2 separate regions of the Sus scrofa genome follow, and region 2 is linked to region 1. The links are chromatin contacts, called in public HiChIP or PLAC-seq maps. All regions are on one chromosome and are shown on one strand. Each heading gives the region's core, a stretch centred on a gene start, on an enhancer-like site or on the middle of the called end of the contact. The rest is flanking DNA. Distances are from core to core; before and after follow the strand shown. Region 1 holds the start of PACS1 (phosphofurin acidic cluster sorting protein 1). Region 2 holds the start of SIPA1 (signal-induced proliferation-associated protein 1).

Region 1 (2,700 bases), core at 27-2,526:
GTTTGACCTTACCACTGTGTCCTTGGGGACTAAAAATAGCCAGCTTAGCGCCCTGGCTGGGCTGAGGAAGCCCAGTGGGCTCGGGAAGTAGGCCAGGTCGGGCCTTCCTGATAGACCCTGTGGCCAAGGAGGTCTAAGTCCTTACCTGGGAGAGAAGACAGCCCACAATCTAGATTTTCCTGAGCACGTGTGAGCCCCTGGGTGGTTTTGTCAGTCAGTCTCCAGGTTTTGGTGGGGGCCGGGGTAGTGGTGGGGGGACTAACATTCCCAGGTTTTAGGGCCCCTGTCCTGAGAAGTCTTTCTGACAGGCTAGACTAAATTGGAACAGTGGGTCCACCAGGCATTTGGCAAGTGCTGGTGGGAGAGAGTCACTCTGCCACTGCACCAGAGGTGTTGCGGAGCTGGAGGCTTCATGACAGTTTCAGGAGTGGGGAGTGTGGGTGACTCCGGGGAGGATGAGGCAGTTGAGCAAGGCCTTTTTAGAAATTTAGTAAGTGATGAAGCAGAAACACATTCCAAGTAAAGGAAATTGAGGGCAGAGATGGGGGCTTGGGACTCTAAATGGTTCTTTGAGGGAGGGGGACATTAGGGACAGAAAAGAAAGGGCTGGCTCCAGATGGATCAGAACTTTATAATTCACCCTTGCCAAGGCCTTTTGGACTGGGTCCTTGAGCCCCTGCCCACACTGGGGAGAAGCAGGGGGGCGGAAACTGCCCGGCACGCAGGCGGCCAGCCGGCCCCCGGGTCTCCATCGCTCCCTTGCTGGTCGTGGCGAAGAAGCCTCGGGGCTGCAGGGCCGGGGTCAGGTCGGCGGTCACTAGACGGGCTTGGGTGGGCGGCGGGTTCAGCTTCAGGTCCACAGACCCAAGGGGATGAAGCGCGCCCCCGCGGCAGCGCCCTCCCGGCCGGGGCCGCGCCCCGGAAAAGCGGGGTTTCCGCTGGCTCAGCTGCCGCCGCCAACGCCAAAAGGGCCGCGGGGTAGGGGAGAGGGGTCGGCTGGCTGCCGCCGGGCCGCGAATTCAAAAAGACGTGCCGTTTGTGGGCCCCAGCCTCCCGCCCTCCTCCAGAGGAGCGAGGGGCGCGCGCTCCTGGGCCCGCCGGGGGCGCGGGCGCGAGCGCGGCCCCGCCCCTCGGCGCTGGGTGGGGCCGGCGCGGGCCAGGGCTCCCCGCCCCCCGCCCCGGACACGCCCACCCAGTGTCTCGGCGGCGCGAGCCGCAACAGGCAGCGGCGGGCGAGCGCGAGGACCGCGCGCCGCGAGGCCCCGCGCGTGCGTGCAGCCTCTCGCTCGCGCGCTCGGGCGGGCCGAGCAGACGAGTCGAGCCCCCGCCGCCGCCGCCGCCGCCGCCGCGGGAGAAGCCTGGGCGTCCGCTCGGCGTCACCTCGATCCCCGTAACCCCCGCGCCTCCCCACCTCCGGCCGGGCCATGGCGGAACGCGGAGGGGCGGGCGGTGGTCCCGGAGGCGCCGGGGGCGGCAGCGGCCAGCGGGGCTCTGGGGTCGCCCAGTCCCCGCCGCAGCAGCCGCCGCAGCAGCAGCCAGCGCCGCAGCAGCCGACGCCCCCCAAGCTGGCCCAGGCCACCTCGTCGTCCTCGTCCACCTCGGCAGCGGCCGCCTCCTCCTCGTCCTCGTCCACCTCCACCTCCATGGCCGTCGCGGTGGCCTCGGGCTCCGCGCCCGCCGGCGGCCCGGGGCCAGGCCGCACCCCCGCCCCCGTGCAGATGAACCTGTACGCCACCTGGGAGGTGGACCGGAGCTCGTCCAGCTGCGTGCCCAGGTGAGCAGCGGGCGGGGTGGGGGGACCCGGCCCTCGGGGGCCGCCCAGCAGAGTCTGTGACAGGCCCCCCCGCCTTCTCATTCCTCCCCGTCCCATCGCCCAAGGGGACGCCCCGACCCTAGATTCCCCAGGCTGCTTGGCTGTCGGGCCTGGCTGCTGCCCAGCCTCTGGGGACGCCTCCTGCGGGGACCCCGCCCTCTGCTGGCATCCCCACCTTCTGTCTGGGGCCGGGACCACCCTCTTCCCTTCCCTGAGCCGGGCCTTGTGGACTCTCAGCTCTGGGCCTTCTCTCGTTGATCTGACCGAACCCGGCCTTCCTGACAGTCAGTTTCCCGGCGTTAAGTCACAGACTCTTCCCAGCCTCGCCAGCGCCCGTGGGTTGTACATATGTTACACAGATGTGGTACAGATCTCTAGATATTATTATTTCCCAACATACTCAGCATGTGCCAAACTCGGTTGTCACCCTCTGCCAGGTAAAGCCCATATAGGAACCCTTGGGGCTTCTAATTTGTCTTCAACACCCGGGTTTATTTGTACTTCCAATTACACACATTCTGTGCCGGTCTCTATGGTCTTGTAAAACTCTTATTTAGTGTGTCTTCAAGTGTATTTTTCATCCCTTTCTCCCCTCCAGTAACTGGTCACAAATTCTTCTAGCCCTGCAGGGCGACATAAAATTACTGCCTTGTTCCTAAATTCAGTCCATTCCTCTGTCTGTTGGAACCGTCTGGGGGACTTTCCTTCCATTGGTGAAATATGCCCGAGTTTGGGATATTTTCTGTTTCTGTACCGGCAAGGCTGTCTCTCTCCAACTCTTTGGGGACAGTGTGCAGTGTCTTACAGTTTGCCCCTTGGGTAGACACTGTGAAGCTGGTTCCACCGGGAAGCACAGGGAAGTGCCTGGAGGTGGTCTTTCTTGTCAC
Region 2 (2,700 bases), core at 182-2,681, 340 kb before region 1:
AGGGGGATCCGAGGGGGAGCCAGCCTCAGGGAGCCCTAAAGGAAGCACCCCCAAATCTCAGGTAAGGTTCTTATGGGAGGGTCAGGTCCCGGGCAGCTCAGGTCTGCTCTCCCACCAACCTCTCTCTCCTCCCCAGGCGCCCCTAGACCTCAGCCTCAGCCCGGATATCAACACCGACGCCTCGCCCTCCAGAGCCGCACAGGACTTTCCTTGCCTGGATGGCAGTGCTGCTGAGAGTGGCACGCCCACGGGGGCCCTGGGCGACTGGCCTGCGCCTGCTGAGGAGCAGGAGAGCCCAGCTGCCCAGCCCCTGCTGGAGCATCAGTACTGAGTGGCCCGGTTCCCGCTGGGTCCTCGCCCTGGATTCAGTAACTTGGACCCCTGGCCTTTGGGTCTCTCTACTGGACCACAGAACTGAGTGGCTTTGACTCCCACATGTGAACCCTGACCTCTGGCTGCCTTAGCCAGAGCACCAGAACTGAGTAGCCCAGACTTCTGACCTTGACCCCTGATCTCTCATCCCTAATCCAGGGCCTGGGCTCCCAAAGGCAGGCAGCCTCCCAGCCAGGCCCAAGAGCCAAACCCATGGGCTGGTCCCCCTTCAAGCCCATGGCCAGGACTGCCTTGGCTTGCACTGCCTGCAGGGGTAGCCCCCTGACCTGGACTTGGGGCTGATATGTGGGAAGGGAAGGTTTCTTTTTTTTTTTTTTTTCTTTCTTTTTTTTTTTCGTGCTTCGGAGACACCAGAATTAATAACACTATTTTTGATTTTGGTTGGCAGTTTCTTCTATCTGGGGACGTTTGGGTGGAGGGGAGAAGAGCTGGCTAGGTCAGGGTAGATGAGCACAGAAGAGGGCATGAGGGATGTGGGTCTGGGTTATGACAGGGTCAAGGTTAGACCAAGGTGAGGTGAGGTTCAAGTAGGACGGGATCCTTTCCCTCAGGAGCCTGTTCCCTTTTCAAGCCTTGATCTGAAGTTTGCATTCCATGTCTCAGCATGAAACGTCCAAAGAGTTGCAGTTCCTACGCTTACCAGCCTTGACCCTGGCCAGAGCCTTTCTCTGAACCTCAGTTTCTTCAGTATAACATAGTTGACCCCTGGGTTCTAAGGGTACACGAGCGCGCGTGTGCAGAGCAGGACCCGGTGCTCGTGAGTAGTGGCGCCTGCTGAGCCCTTGCTGTGTGTCAGGCAGGAGCTGAACCCTTCGGTGTCCTCGCCCCAAGTCGGTTAGGGAGGCAGGTACACTTGTTCCGGTTTCTCAGCCGAGGGCTGAGGTCGGACAGTTCGCTGGGCTGGGCCTGTCTCAGGGCAGGCGCTCAAACCCCGCGCGGGGCTGACCACGGCCAAGCCTGCAGTCCCCGCCCGCCCCGCTGCGCTTCCCGCCGCGGCCGGCGCGGGCCCGCCCCGCCCCTCCGGGCCGGCCCCGCCCCCGGCATAGCCCCGCCCCCAGGCGGAGCCGGCGCCCGGAGCGGTAGCGGGAGAGCAGGCAGCGGGACCCCAGCGCGGGAGGAGGCGGCCGGGCGGGAGCCCCAGAGGTACCGGCGGGAGCGGGGGTGCGGAGGCACGGTGGTCGGGCCAGACAGGGAAGGAAGTGGCCTGGTGTGGACCCAGGTGGAGGGTGGGTGGGGGTCCTCTCCTCGTTCGCTGTTGCACCCTCCCAATCTCCCGCTGGGCTCCAGTCCCAAGTCAGCAAGTCCAGTCCCCTGCCTCTGACCAGCGCCCCACCCCCACCCTCTTGCCCGATGGCCCCGGCCCCCACCGGCGTGCGTGCGGGTGAGTGGATGCGAAGGTTCCCGACTCCCTCTCAGCGGCGCTGGCGACTGCCCTGCTGCCTGCCGACTGTGTGCCGGGTTCCCCCTATCCTGGGGCTCCCCTTCTGCCTGGGCGGCCTCCTACCCAGCCTTTGCACATTGCCCCCCAACCGCGGGCCTGGCCTGGGAGGAAACATCTGTCGCGGCCCCTGGCAGCACAAGTGGGGTCATGACCTCCAGATGTGCTGGGAAGCGTCCAGCGCCTCCTCCTGGGGCAGCCAGGCCTTCCGGATCTGTGGGAGCCGGCCGGCCCCCTCCTCCCAGTGACACAGGCCGCGAGGAATGTCCCGGCCTCAATGGACCCTGTGTGAAGCTGCCGGGTGGGGGGCAGAGCCCAAGAACACCCCCTAAGGCAGGGCCAGAGCCTGGCACTGTGCCAGAACAAGAGGCAGCCCACAGGCCATGCCCGCACAGCTACACAGAGCTCAGCCCACCCGGAGTGGGGCCCTGCCCAGACCCCCCTCGCACATGTCCTCTCTCGCCCCTATCACACACACTTCACCCACACCACAGTCCAGGCCCAGGAGCTGGGCACTTGGAGCCAGGGCCTGCCTCTGCCACCTCACACTAACACATGGCCAGCTGCGCTCGATTCACCTTCCTTTCAGTCTCCCAGCAGTGCTGGGGGGCAGCAGGAATGGTTAACCCCGTTTTAGAGATGAGAGAACAGAACTTTAGGGTTAGCGTCAGGACCTTGTCCAGGAGAAACCAAGGGAGGAGACACTCAGCTTCGGAGGCTTTGTCCCTGCTTGGTTCTGGAGCTTTAGCCGAGGGATGCCTGGGGCCTCTGCCTCCGCCCCCTCCTAGCCCAGCCCCACACAGTCACTGGGTGATGCACAAAGACCCGCCAGCAGGTGCCTGCACCCCTAGTGGGTTACCCACACATCT

What was found. HiChIP or PLAC-seq counts read pairs in DNA pulled down with a chosen protein or histone mark.
Region 2: an H3K27ac HiChIP or PLAC-seq map of alveolar macrophages shows a contact between it and region 1. The contact joins the promoter of SIPA1 here to the promoter of PACS1 in region 1. A contact is called at or near these places in 1 of 5 promoter capture datasets (fetal liver) and 1 of 2 datasets of contacts at active chromatin or transcription factors (alveolar macrophages).

What each region holds. Positions count from the first base shown.
Region 1 is chr2:6,275,885-6,278,584 of Sscrofa11.1, reverse strand. PACS1 (phosphofurin acidic cluster sorting protein 1) reads left to right here and starts at 1,276. Exons shown (of 25, transcript XM_021082811.1): 1 at 1,276-1,774. The coding sequence starts at 1,425.
Region 2 is chr2:6,617,287-6,619,986 of Sscrofa11.1, reverse strand. SIPA1 (signal-induced proliferation-associated protein 1) reads left to right here and starts at 1,431. Exons shown (of 16, transcript XM_021082850.1): 1 at 1,431-1,536. PCNX3 (pecanex-like protein 3) reads left to right here. Exons shown (of 34, transcript XM_021082830.1): 34 at 1-774. The coding sequence ends at 331.